2 separate regions of the Danio rerio genome follow, and region 1 is linked to region 2. The links are chromatin contacts, called in public HiCAR-type maps. All regions are on one chromosome and are shown on one strand. Each heading gives the region's core, a stretch centred on a gene start, on an enhancer-like site or on the middle of the called end of the contact. The rest is flanking DNA. Distances are from core to core; before and after follow the strand shown. Region 1 overlaps plekhg2 (pleckstrin homology domain containing, family G (with RhoGef domain) member 2). Region 2 overlaps LOC141377826 (a long non-coding RNA gene).

Region 1 (5,783 bases), core at 1,791-4,290, 84 kb before region 2:
TCAAAAGTTTTCATCTTCACTCGATTCATTCTCTCGCCTTTCTTTTGTCCTACTCCCACCATTCATCCATTAACATGTTGTGTATAACTCAAACAGAAGTTTGGTGCATAATGATTTCTTTCATCTAGCTTGTACTTCCCACAGCAGTCAAACCTTTATTTTTGCTGGAGACGCTGCATCTATACGAAGGGGGAAACTTACACAGTCATTCTTCTTTTTTTATGCAATATACAAATCCTCAGGACAAATCTACACCAGTAATTTCTCCCAAATGTGATCAAAGAAGACAGCGAGACAGTGAGGAGACAAGAGAGTACTGAAATCGATGCTTTGGGGGAAACTCGATTTATCTCTATTACGACCTCCTAAGACCCCATTCTCAGAGTTAAGGTGAAATCCAAAATGAAGTCAGACCCAACACAGGAGATAAATGTTAAGCTTTTATTGTTGATGAATCTGTCTGGGGCTTGATGTTTAATTGCTGTGTGAGACTGTATGGTGTATGGTTATCATTAAGTCAAGTCATCTTTATTTATAGTCCTTTAATAGAGGAGTAGTGTTCATGCATGGGGTGCTGGCTGCTTCATTAATGACTACTGTATGATGCCTCAGAGAGTAATAACTATGTTAATGGCAGTTCTGAAATTAGCTTTTTTTTCTCTGCTCAGTTCATATGTTAGAAATAGCAATAATAATTAACACACTGCATAAAAAGTAATGACAACAAGTCTAGACAACAAATATTTTTATGCTGCTTATTGGGTTTCAACTCGACTGTTTAAATTTTATAAAGTTAATTTAATATTGTAAGTCAGTTTGATGTAAGTTGAGATGACTAAAGTTAGTTTGACTCATCTAAAAAATTGAAGGCAGCAAGAACTTTTTTTGGGTGGGGGTGTTGCTAATTACTAATTTATAACATAAACTTGAGACTATAATAAGCTCAATTAGGTGACTATTAGGACATTTTTTCTTAAATTTCTATAAAGTTCCTCATCCCTTTCAGCTCTGGTCAATAACATTACGAAGTTCAACAAAAAACGGCACTGTTGTCTGTAATCCTGTCTGTAGTCTCCACTATTCTATCCTAATAAAAGTAAAACGACCCTAAAAACAATTATTAACTGTCATAATTTAACCCAAGTCAGTTGATTCAATTCAACTGGATAAGTTTCAACTGTTTTGCATAATAAATAAAATAAAAGACTCAAATGAACATTGATATTATTTCAACTTCATAAATATAATTAGAAAATTCAATTTAATTCTGTACGTGGTTCCAAAGATGAACTTAATGAGATTGAGAAGAATAATGAGATGTAGAAATAAAGAAACATCACGCTAAATATGTTTATTCTATATCTTTGCAGCATTTTTGGTCAAAATTTAAAAATTATTATTTTACATTTTAATGATTTCCTACTCAAGTAAGAAGTCAGCACAACCCTTCCGAAACCATTCTAACAGGCCAATTTGCTGCGCAAGATAGATTTCTCATTACTTTCAATGTTTAAATAAAGTTCTTAAACAGTGTTGCTTAATATTTGTACAGAAACAAAAGCTGTCACTGGGGCTATACCTTTTCAAAAATGATTCTTGTACCAAAAAGACCAAGTTGGTATATATAAAGACCTAAAATGTACATTTCAGTGCCCAAAAGTTTAAAAGAGGACATTTTGAAAAGTTCAAATTGTTATAAATATTTTTCACAACAATCTGATATTAACAAGTAAAATTATTAAAAGAAAATACTTTATTTAAACCATTCATTTTAATAACATTCTAAAAAATCTTTGCTGTCACTTTTGATCAGTTTAATATGCTTTTACTGAATAAAAGTACTGACCAAACTTTTAAACTATTGAATACAGCTGGGGAAATATCAAAAATATAACAATTTTTTAAGAAAATATATTCCTAAAGGTGCCATTGACCAAATATTTTCCCCAGCTGTTGGTAACAACCAAATAAATTCATATATGAAAAGAAAACAAATCTAATTGGTTTACAAATTAAGTTATACATAATAAAATGAAATGATGCAGGGAAAACACATAAAGAAAGGAAAGTGTAGAAAGGCAGTGAAAGCCCAGGCAGCAGCTGAAATCTCTCAGTACTTCAGCAACCCTCTGCCCAATGTCTTGGTAATTTAATATTAACTGCATCAGTCCAACATCTACATTATCAGGATGATGAGGTGAAACCAGGGTGGACCCACAGAACCATTACGATTTTATACTGTTGAAAAAATATTACCTGAATTTATGATTCATTCTTCATATAAGGTGACTTAAGGCTGCTATTACCAAAAAAGCCTTTTATATAAATTATTAAATATGTCTCAGTACTTTCTGCTTGTGTCAGATTGTTTTGTTTTATTTTTATGTTTGTAATTGTTTGCAAAATCAGGTTTAATTCCATGTTAACAGCTCCTTTAGAAACATTACCCCCAGGAATAAAATATGACGTGTTCAATACTTCTTTTCCCCGCTGCATTTGTTTACTGTTCTTTCAATGGCTTAAAAAGCATCCATCCAAAAAAGTCACTGAAGACAAATGGGTGCAATGTGGCTGACCCTGAAGTTTTAACACCCATTTAAGGGCACCAGAAATGAGTGCGGAATGACACAGTAGAGTGTGATTATAAGAACAAAAATAAACCTAGAACAATACAAACTGATGAGAGGGTTTTGAAAGAACGATTGCAAAACCCAGGAATGAGTCAGCAGTGGAATGTTTTCATCACTGCAAAATAGTGAGGAGATTCCCAAGCCAGTAAAAACAGCTCGTTCTGTTGCAGTCGCAAGACAAATGCAGCATTCCAGCGCAAAAGGCACAATTTACAATGCTTCTCTAGAACTGGACAGATGTCTGTGGGAACAAAATAAGTCCTGTCTGCTGTCCCACGATGCACTGCTTGCTTGGCTGCACCCTCACTTTCTGACAGGTCATGTGTGGCTTGTTCACCACAGGGGCTGGAGCTTTACCTCGGAGCCCGGCTGCTTTGGCTAAGAGAAAAATGACATCTGTATGTGTCCTAAAGCTCAGAGCGGTGCCAAGAAAGTAGACTCAACAGAATCCAGCCTGAATACAGAGGCTGCATTCCACAGCGATGAGCAGAGGGGCTTTTAAGAGGACCAAAAGACAAAGAGAGAGTCTTTGTGTGTTTAAACTGTAAGGCAGGGGAGGAAAACAAGGTCAGTCATTTATTTTAGAAAGTCTTAACAACTGCAGAGGTAAGCACGAGAGCTCCTTTCAAGGGACAGTTTGCTCAGAAGTGAAAATCGACGCACTCTTGTTGATGTTCCAAACCCGCATGCTGTTATTCTTTCTCTGAAAAGCGATCAGAGATGTATTGAATAATTTCCAACTCACTGTTTTCCATAAACACACAGATTTGTGGGATGAGCGGAGCATATTTCAGTCATTATTCACTCGAGTTAAATACATTACTTCATTAGAAAGTGACTTATATTTCAACCTATTAATCATGGACATTTAGTGGATGAAATAATAATATACATGCAGTATTATTGAATAATAGTACAAAGAAAGTTTACTTTTATATCAAAGATGCAGTAAATTGATTTAAAAAAAGACAAAATATAACAACAAAAAGTTGTACTTTTTAACTATTGAACTTTTTTAATTCAACAAAGTATGATCCTAAGGGTTTTCACAGAACTGTTTTCAACACTGATACTAATAAGAAAGTATGAGATGCAGTAAATTATCTTATCAGAATGATTTCTGAAAGTTTATGTTTAGCTTTTCACTAATGCAATGTTAGCTGTCATAGTATATGTCATGCACTAACTGACAAAAGTCTTTTCGCCTATCCAAGTTTTAGGAACAACAAATAATAACGTGACTTCTAGTTGATCATTTGGTATCAGAAGTGGCTTATATAAGGGCAAAGGCCTCTAGATTACGCTTATTATACCAAAATAAAATATGATCATGCCTTGATTTTTAATTATTTAATTAGGACAGTAAGGTCTGACTTTGCTTTGACAAAAGTCTTGTCACTTAACAGAAATAATGTACAGCATAGACTATAAAGCCATGGTGCAGTGGAAAAATAATTAATATTGTGTATGACTCCCATAAGCTTGGAGGACTGCATCCATACATCTCTGCAACAACTGAAATAACTTATTAATAAAGTCATCTGGAATGGCAAAGAAAGCGTTCTTGCAGGACTCCCAGACTTCATCAAGATTCTTTGTATTAATCTTTAATGCCTCCTCCATCTTACCCCAGATATGCTCAATATTGTTCATGTCTGGTGACTGGGCTGGCCAATCCTGGAGCACTTTGAACTTCTTTGCTTGCAGGAACTTTGATGTGAAGGCTGAAGTATGAGAGGAGCACTGTCCTGCTGTAGAATTTGCTCTCTCCTGTGGTTTGTAATGTAATGGGCAGCAAAAATGTCTTGATACCTCAGACTTTTGATGTTGCCATCCTCTTTGCAGATCTCTTGCATGCCCCCATACTAAATGTAACCCCAAACAGTGATTTTTTCTTCACCAAACTTGACTGATTTCTGTGAGAATCTTGGGTCCATGCGGGTTCCAATAGGTCTTCTGCAATATTTGTAATGACAACAAGACTTTTGTTGTGTACTGCAGTAAAACAATTGACAATTCCACACCACCATGCACACTAAATCCACAGACCACTTTTGCACATCCTGTCAGGTTTGATTCCTCCAATACCAGTCCCGATATGAATACAAAGATTGATCATAAACCACTGGGTGACTACCAACCACTATATTAAGTGCTTTTCTTCTATTTAACAAATTCTGTTCTCTGGTGTTACACGATTGGCCAGCATCTGCGCTAGTATATTTGCATAATTGCTGATTGATGATACCTGCACGGACTCAAAATTCAGTCAGAAATGTTTGATGTCACTCTACTCAAAGTAAATGAGAAGTGTTATCGTAGACGCCCTGTTTGAATTGGGTGTTAATACTGTATTGATGACACTGAACATTAAAATGCATCCAAATAATTGTAATACATATATAATAATATATGTATTACAATTGTAATTGTAATACAAATAACTGTAATACAGTACTTCCCAATATAAATGTTCCTACTGTATTTTTAATCAAATAGAGACAGCATATTACATTTTGAATTCACAATATTGTTTCAGCATCGATATAGTAATATGCAATGTTGAGTTGGGATTATAGCTGATCAGCACAACAGTTGAGAATACATGAGATTTGTGGAGTCTAGAATAAAATATCGCCACAACAGATTGAAACTTTTTTCTTTTACATGTGTTTTAAAGGCATTTTAGAAGAGTTTAAAGCATTTAGTCACATTTTATTGAAGAATAATTTTACTGAATTAATCCAACTAAGACTATACTGTGTTGTTTTACATTACACAATTTCTGTCCCAGAATACTGTTTGACTCTACAGAAAACCGCAAAGCACTGTTTATTTAACTTTTTCATTGCTCTATTGGAATTATTCTGGCTAGTAATTTTCTTTCTTATATTTTTACACATGATTTACACCCTTACAAACTCACCCCTATCAATCTAAACGTATGATCTGTTGGAACTGTACTCATATCACAGAAAAACTAAATATCAAAATGTCAGATAATTTCGACATCATGCAGCCCTATTTTGAATTTAATATTTCAAACACTGGGTACCATGAAGACAGAACTTTTTTTTCTGGGTGAACTGTTCCTTTACGAGCGGATTTCTTATAAACTAATAACTTATTCTGCTCATTACATGCCAAAATGAT
Region 2 (5,435 bases), core at 2,915-5,414:
GATGTTATTTTCAGTCAAAACTCAATTCACATGGCATAATTTAAATCGCTGACAGCTCCAGATATTTAGCATGCCAAATATCTCGCAGGCATCGGCGACTCATCAGCGATTCTCTCAGATCGCGTCTTTGATAGTTCATACTGTGTGATTGTCACTCACATGCACGAGCACCGATTTGCCTGTGATTTCAGGCATTTGTCGGCGATTTCTCAAAACCTGTCGGCAAGCCAAAATCGGGGCTAAAATCACGCAGTCTGAACTAGGCATTAGGCAAAAATCACTTTTAAAAGGGGTTTAAACACAATATCTAGTCTACAATTGGCACGATCTAGCAGTTGCAGATCACTAGAGAACTACAAGTTCCTTCATGCACCTCACACAAACACCAGTTCTTCTTCTCTCACTGATTGCACACACACAGCTGGAAGCTCACCATTGACTGATTACCAGGACAATAAATATACATCACATTCACACACACAGTGCTGAGTCTTGTTATCCTGTAGCATCACAACGCATTAATCCTGTCAAGTCTTTCTTTGTTTAGATCCTCACCTTGTTTTTGTGTTATTGATAGTTGTGGGCAAAGTGAGACTTCATGAAACTCTGAAACAGTCAAAGCAAATGTGTCAAGCTTCAATAGGTTTCAAAACCCATCTTTACAATGACACCTAGTGGTAATTTTTATGTATTAATCTTTAACAGCTTCAGTAAAGAAACAGTTTAGCAAATTGAGGTATTAAACCCAACATTAGAGTTGTAAATTTAGTAAAGCGGTGAGAGTTCCTGACTAGCATGCAGACATAATGGGTTCGAATTCAGGGTGACGCAGCTATAGATGTTTTTAAATGCTCTGTTCTTGTAACGTGTTTTGTTTTAACATTGGTCTGACATCCTGATAAACACTTTGTAAATAAATATGTTGTTTTAGTCATAAAAAGTAACATTAATAAATACATCAAGTCATAATTTCAGAGTATTTGTACAAGATGGGATACGAACTCAGGTCATTTGCAGCACAGTTACTCTGTGCAAAAGCACAGTCCACTATGTTACATGACAGAGATTTTTTCTAACCTTGTCAGTTAAATGCAGATTCGCCAGGTCTCGAAAAGCTTCTGAAATGGCTGATGATTTGGATCGCTTTAGTCACGTGATCTGGCGCTTCAAAACGCTTTAGTCACGTAACCTGGGTGTTTTGAATCATCTTAGTCAAGTGACCTGGGTGTTTTGAATCATGCTTTGGTGCAGTGTTTCGAAACACTTGTGCTTCGGGAACTCAACACTGTGTCAAAACATCAGTTTCAAGTCAGCCATCCCTCATTTTTTATTTTTTGCCGTCTGTACTGACCATTCGCCTGTTTTTTTGACAAGATCTTGGATTACCTTATGCTCCTCTTTGCTACCTGTTAGACCATTGCCTGTCTTACTACTCTTATAAATAAACTGCATGTGAATCCTCAACTCCGCTGTCCAGCGTCCAAATGTTACACTAATGGTAAACATTAATTAAATGTTTTTTTTAATCACTTCATAAAAACAGTCTGCATAAACACTATGAGACCGTCACCAAAGCGGCACAATTCGGATCAAAGGCTAGCGAATGGTTTCAAAGTTATAAAACATTATTTTGAGCTAAATCATGACATAAACACTCTAGGGACATCAAAGACTTATTTTACATCTTGTAAAAAGAGGCATAATAGGTCCCATTTAAAAATGATCAACATGAATTTAAATAAAAGTTTTCAATTCACTTATATCTGTGAATAGTATTTGATTATATTTTTTAATAATTGATCAGATCTGAACAAAAAAAATAAAATAAGTGTCATGTCCCTGACCCACATGTTGCAAAAAAACAAAGCTTTGTCTTACAAAAAAAGAGAGAGATAAAGCCTAAGACATTACGATAGAGAAAATCGAGAGCAAAATAAGCCGGGTGCGGTCTAGCCACTCAACCGTCTCCTAAATTATCTGCCTCAACTATTTTCCATTTCAGAGGCATTTTATAATCTCCAGATTTCTTTTAATAAGCATGGATGCTGTGAGTACTCCTTATTGCCTTTTTCAGTGCAGACCATTCCTCGAAAATGCCACCAGACTTCCCATTTATAGGCACGGAGACCAGTGATTTTTCGGAAGGAACGAGAGAATGAGCGGACATCGGGACAGAGAGAGGGGGGAGGTCGAACTATGTCGTGGGAACCACGAGCTGAGTCTGGATTGCTAAACTTCACCCTCCAGAGAATTCACAACTGCTTTCAATTTGAGATGGGGGTCACTCAAATTACAGTCCCCCTTCCACCAAGATCCAATCCACGGCCCCCTTACCCCCCCTGAAAGCTGTGCTCAGGCCCGTCCCACTCCACGCTCTGGAGAGCCAAAGCCATGACATCATCACCAGTGGCTTTCTCTAACCCAGTGCACTCTTTCCTCTTCTTATGTGTCATTTATCATAACCTTGTCTTGACACGTCTTTTTAGTGTCTTTCTCCCATGTCATTCTCTCTTTCTCTCTGTTTTGAGTCATTTGGGGTTTGTATTGGTCTTCTGGTGTTCTTCATTGAGGTCTGTTGTCAGGCACTAAAGACGTGGTGACAGGCCTGAGAGGTGCAGAGGGCTGCAGTGGTGCAGGAATTGATGCAGGATTTCACTAGGTAAACAACAGCTCTCACAACAGACGTACCACATGTGAGAAAACCAAACTAACAGCTTTATTAATATAGAGTGGCTCCATAAGTCTTTTAATAAAAATCCAGAACCCCTTGTTTTGATGAAAGCTAACTAGTGAGATCTGTAGTAAACCTCACTCCCCTGGGCTTTAAAAAACATGTAAACCAAACATTGCCGGGAGTTTTATTGCAGTATGTTGATGTACTTTCAAATAAATCAGAATATTAGCAAGCTAACAGTAAGCGTGGAGCGTTAAGGATCAAAATATACAGTTGCTATGGAAGCTCTCAAGTTGAAGTGAACAGAAGGATCGCCACAGCAAAGGTGGAAGGAAATGGTCAGACTTTGAAGATTACCAAAACAAAACATTTAAGTGAAATAATTTATTCACCCAGAAGAAAAACAATGTGAGTTAGCAAAATAAACATTGTAAATTTAGATTTTGGTGCGGCAGTGTAGGTCAATGATTTGCATTGTTGCCTGGCAGCAAGAAGGTAACTGGTTCGAGTCTTGGCTGGGCCAGTTGGCATTTTTGTGTGGAGTTTGCATGTTCTCCCCATGTTCGCGTGGGTTTCCTCTGGGTGCTTCGGTTTTCCCCACAGTCCAAAGACATGAGGTATATGTGAACCGAATAAACTAAATTGGCTGTAGTGTATGTGTGTGAATGCAAAAGTAAGTGGGTGTTTTCCAGTGTTGGGTTGCGGCTAGAAGGGCATCCACTGTGTAAAAAATATGCTGGATAAGTTGCCGTTTCATTCCACTGTGGCGACCCCTGATGAATAAAGAGACTAAGCCGAATAGAAAATGAATGAATGATAACCTCAACCCTCTTTAAATCTTTACATGATGTCGTTTTGACTATAGTCTGCTAGGAGCTCACCTAATAGGTATCAGGGCATATAGTGGTTATTAAGGGTGTGTTTGCAAGCCCTTGCACCCTTCTGAAAGCAAGGATGTTAAATGGGACTTCGAAAAACTCTTAAATTGAACAAACACCAAACATCATAAGATCACAAGTGAATATGAAGTGTGCTGTTTGGGATTGGGCCAATCTTGGAGGCATTTCAATGCAGGAAAACATTCATTCAGTCATTTTTCTTCAGCTTAGTCCCTTATTTAACAGGGGTCACCACAGCGGAATGAACCGCCAATTATTTGTCATATGTTTTACTGGCAGATGCAAAGCCCCAGTGCCCATAGACTCATTCACACATCCAATCTAGTTTATCTAATACTTAGCAAATAATATTGATGACTCATCTTGCACTTGTGGGCGTGCCTAAATTTTTGTCCAATCAGATTCTATCTACAATGAGAACTCTCCTCCTACTTGCACAAGATATCAATGAAGTCAGAGTATGCATGTGATTCTGCAGTCCGTTTGGAAAGATCTGTCTTCACAACTTTCAATCACTGGACTGGAGATGATTGTGTGTTTGGGTGCATCAGGAGGCTTTGGCGCGTTCACATTCATGGAATGCTGAGCATCTCTGCAGTCGGTCAGGCAGCTGGCGTGACGGCTGAGGAGCGAGCGCTGGAGAAAGAGGGGGGTGTCACACTAAATAAGCACAATTACACTTTTGCAGGATGGAAACCAGATGACCACGGGCACTGACAACATCCAGGGGTTACACAGGCCAAGGCTCAGATACACACTCAAACACAAAAGACCCTTACAACATCCTGGAGCCCTGCAGTAGATGGATGGGGAGGCTCTGTAAACACACGGCGTTTCCCACACTGCACTTTCGTGATCTAAGTGTGAGCTCAACCTCCCCGCCTCATTCCTCCCACTTTCTCATGTTTTCCAAAAGCACCTCCATCAAGACATTTCCACTTATCACCTTCTTTGTCAACTGTATCGATCCCAGTTCAGTTGGGTTGTTCCTCTAGTCTTCGACACTAAGATTTAGCAGTGTGTCAGCTAGGCTTTTTATGTCATGTTCTCCTGCTTTCCTTTTTTATGCCTGTTGTGTGTGAGCAGAGGGGGTGATTTTACATGACTGGGAAATGAGCTAATAGCTTAGTCTTTATGACCTAATTTCAGAGCTCTCCGCTTGCTGAGACAAAGACGGAAACTACATTCAACTACATTCCAAACGCAGCTCAGTGTGTGACTTTCTCTTCTGAAAAATACTGTATCTGATTATAAATAAATGTAACTTTGCTTGAACTCCGTATGACAAGATATTTGCATTTTAGAAGGGTAGTTTAAAAGCATTGTCAGTTTAAAGATCAATTTAAAAGCATTTCTTGTTTTAGATACTGAAGTGGTTTATTTCTTGAACAACAAGTGCTAAAGTTTAAGTTCTGATTTAAAGTAAAAAATCAACTAAAAAAAAAAAATCCAAACACTCTTTCACGTTTGGATAGTAATGCATGTGATATTAATTAAAAGGAGACCAAAATAATACAGCACTGACTTTGCATTTCTTTGTATGCTTAAAAACGTGCCGACATTAAATGCACCATCGCCCTCTGGTGGCTATTGAAATGTGAATTCGATTGCTTTCTCCGGGGGAATGTTTTTTATTTTTATTTTTAAGAATTAGTTTGAGCATTTACATTACTGGTAAAAAGTCTGAGGTCAGTAGGATTTTTTATGTTTTTTAAAAAGCTTATTCTACCTACGAAGGCTGCTTTTATTTCATCAAAAATACTGTACAAAATGTAAAATTGTGAAATGTTATTGCACTATAAAATAACAAAAGTAGTTTATTATTTTTTTAAAATCATTTATTCCGGTGATTTTAATGATGA

Evidence for each region. HiCAR-type assays count read pairs that join an accessible place to other places.
Region 1: a HiCAR-type map of caudal fin shows a contact between it and region 2, with 2.6 times the contacts expected there. The contact joins two enhancer-like sites. A contact is called at or near these places in 1 of 18 Hi-C or Micro-C datasets (embryo) and 1 of 4 datasets of contacts at active chromatin or transcription factors (caudal fin).

The regions. Positions count from the first base shown.
Region 1 is chr15:22,803,803-22,809,585 of GRCz12tu, reverse strand. All of the region lies in intron 4 of plekhg2 (pleckstrin homology domain containing, family G (with RhoGef domain) member 2), which reads right to left. Among named protein-coding and RNA genes, the nearest start is that of il15l, 32 kb to the left of the region's middle. Within about 2 kb of position 3,040, at least 7 of the 62 cell types and tissues checked have an H3K27ac peak or open chromatin away from gene starts, as enhancers often do. A contact at or near this core is called in caudal fin, where this site is marked.
Region 2 is chr15:22,720,945-22,726,379 of GRCz12tu, reverse strand. LOC141377826 (a long non-coding RNA gene) reads left to right here. Exons shown (of 4, transcript XR_012390815.1): 4 at 4,262-5,218. Among named protein-coding and RNA genes, the nearest start is that of spint2, 17 kb to the right of the region's middle. Within about 2 kb of position 4,164, at least 30 of the 62 cell types and tissues checked have an H3K27ac peak or open chromatin away from gene starts, as enhancers often do. A contact at or near this core is called in caudal fin, where this site is marked.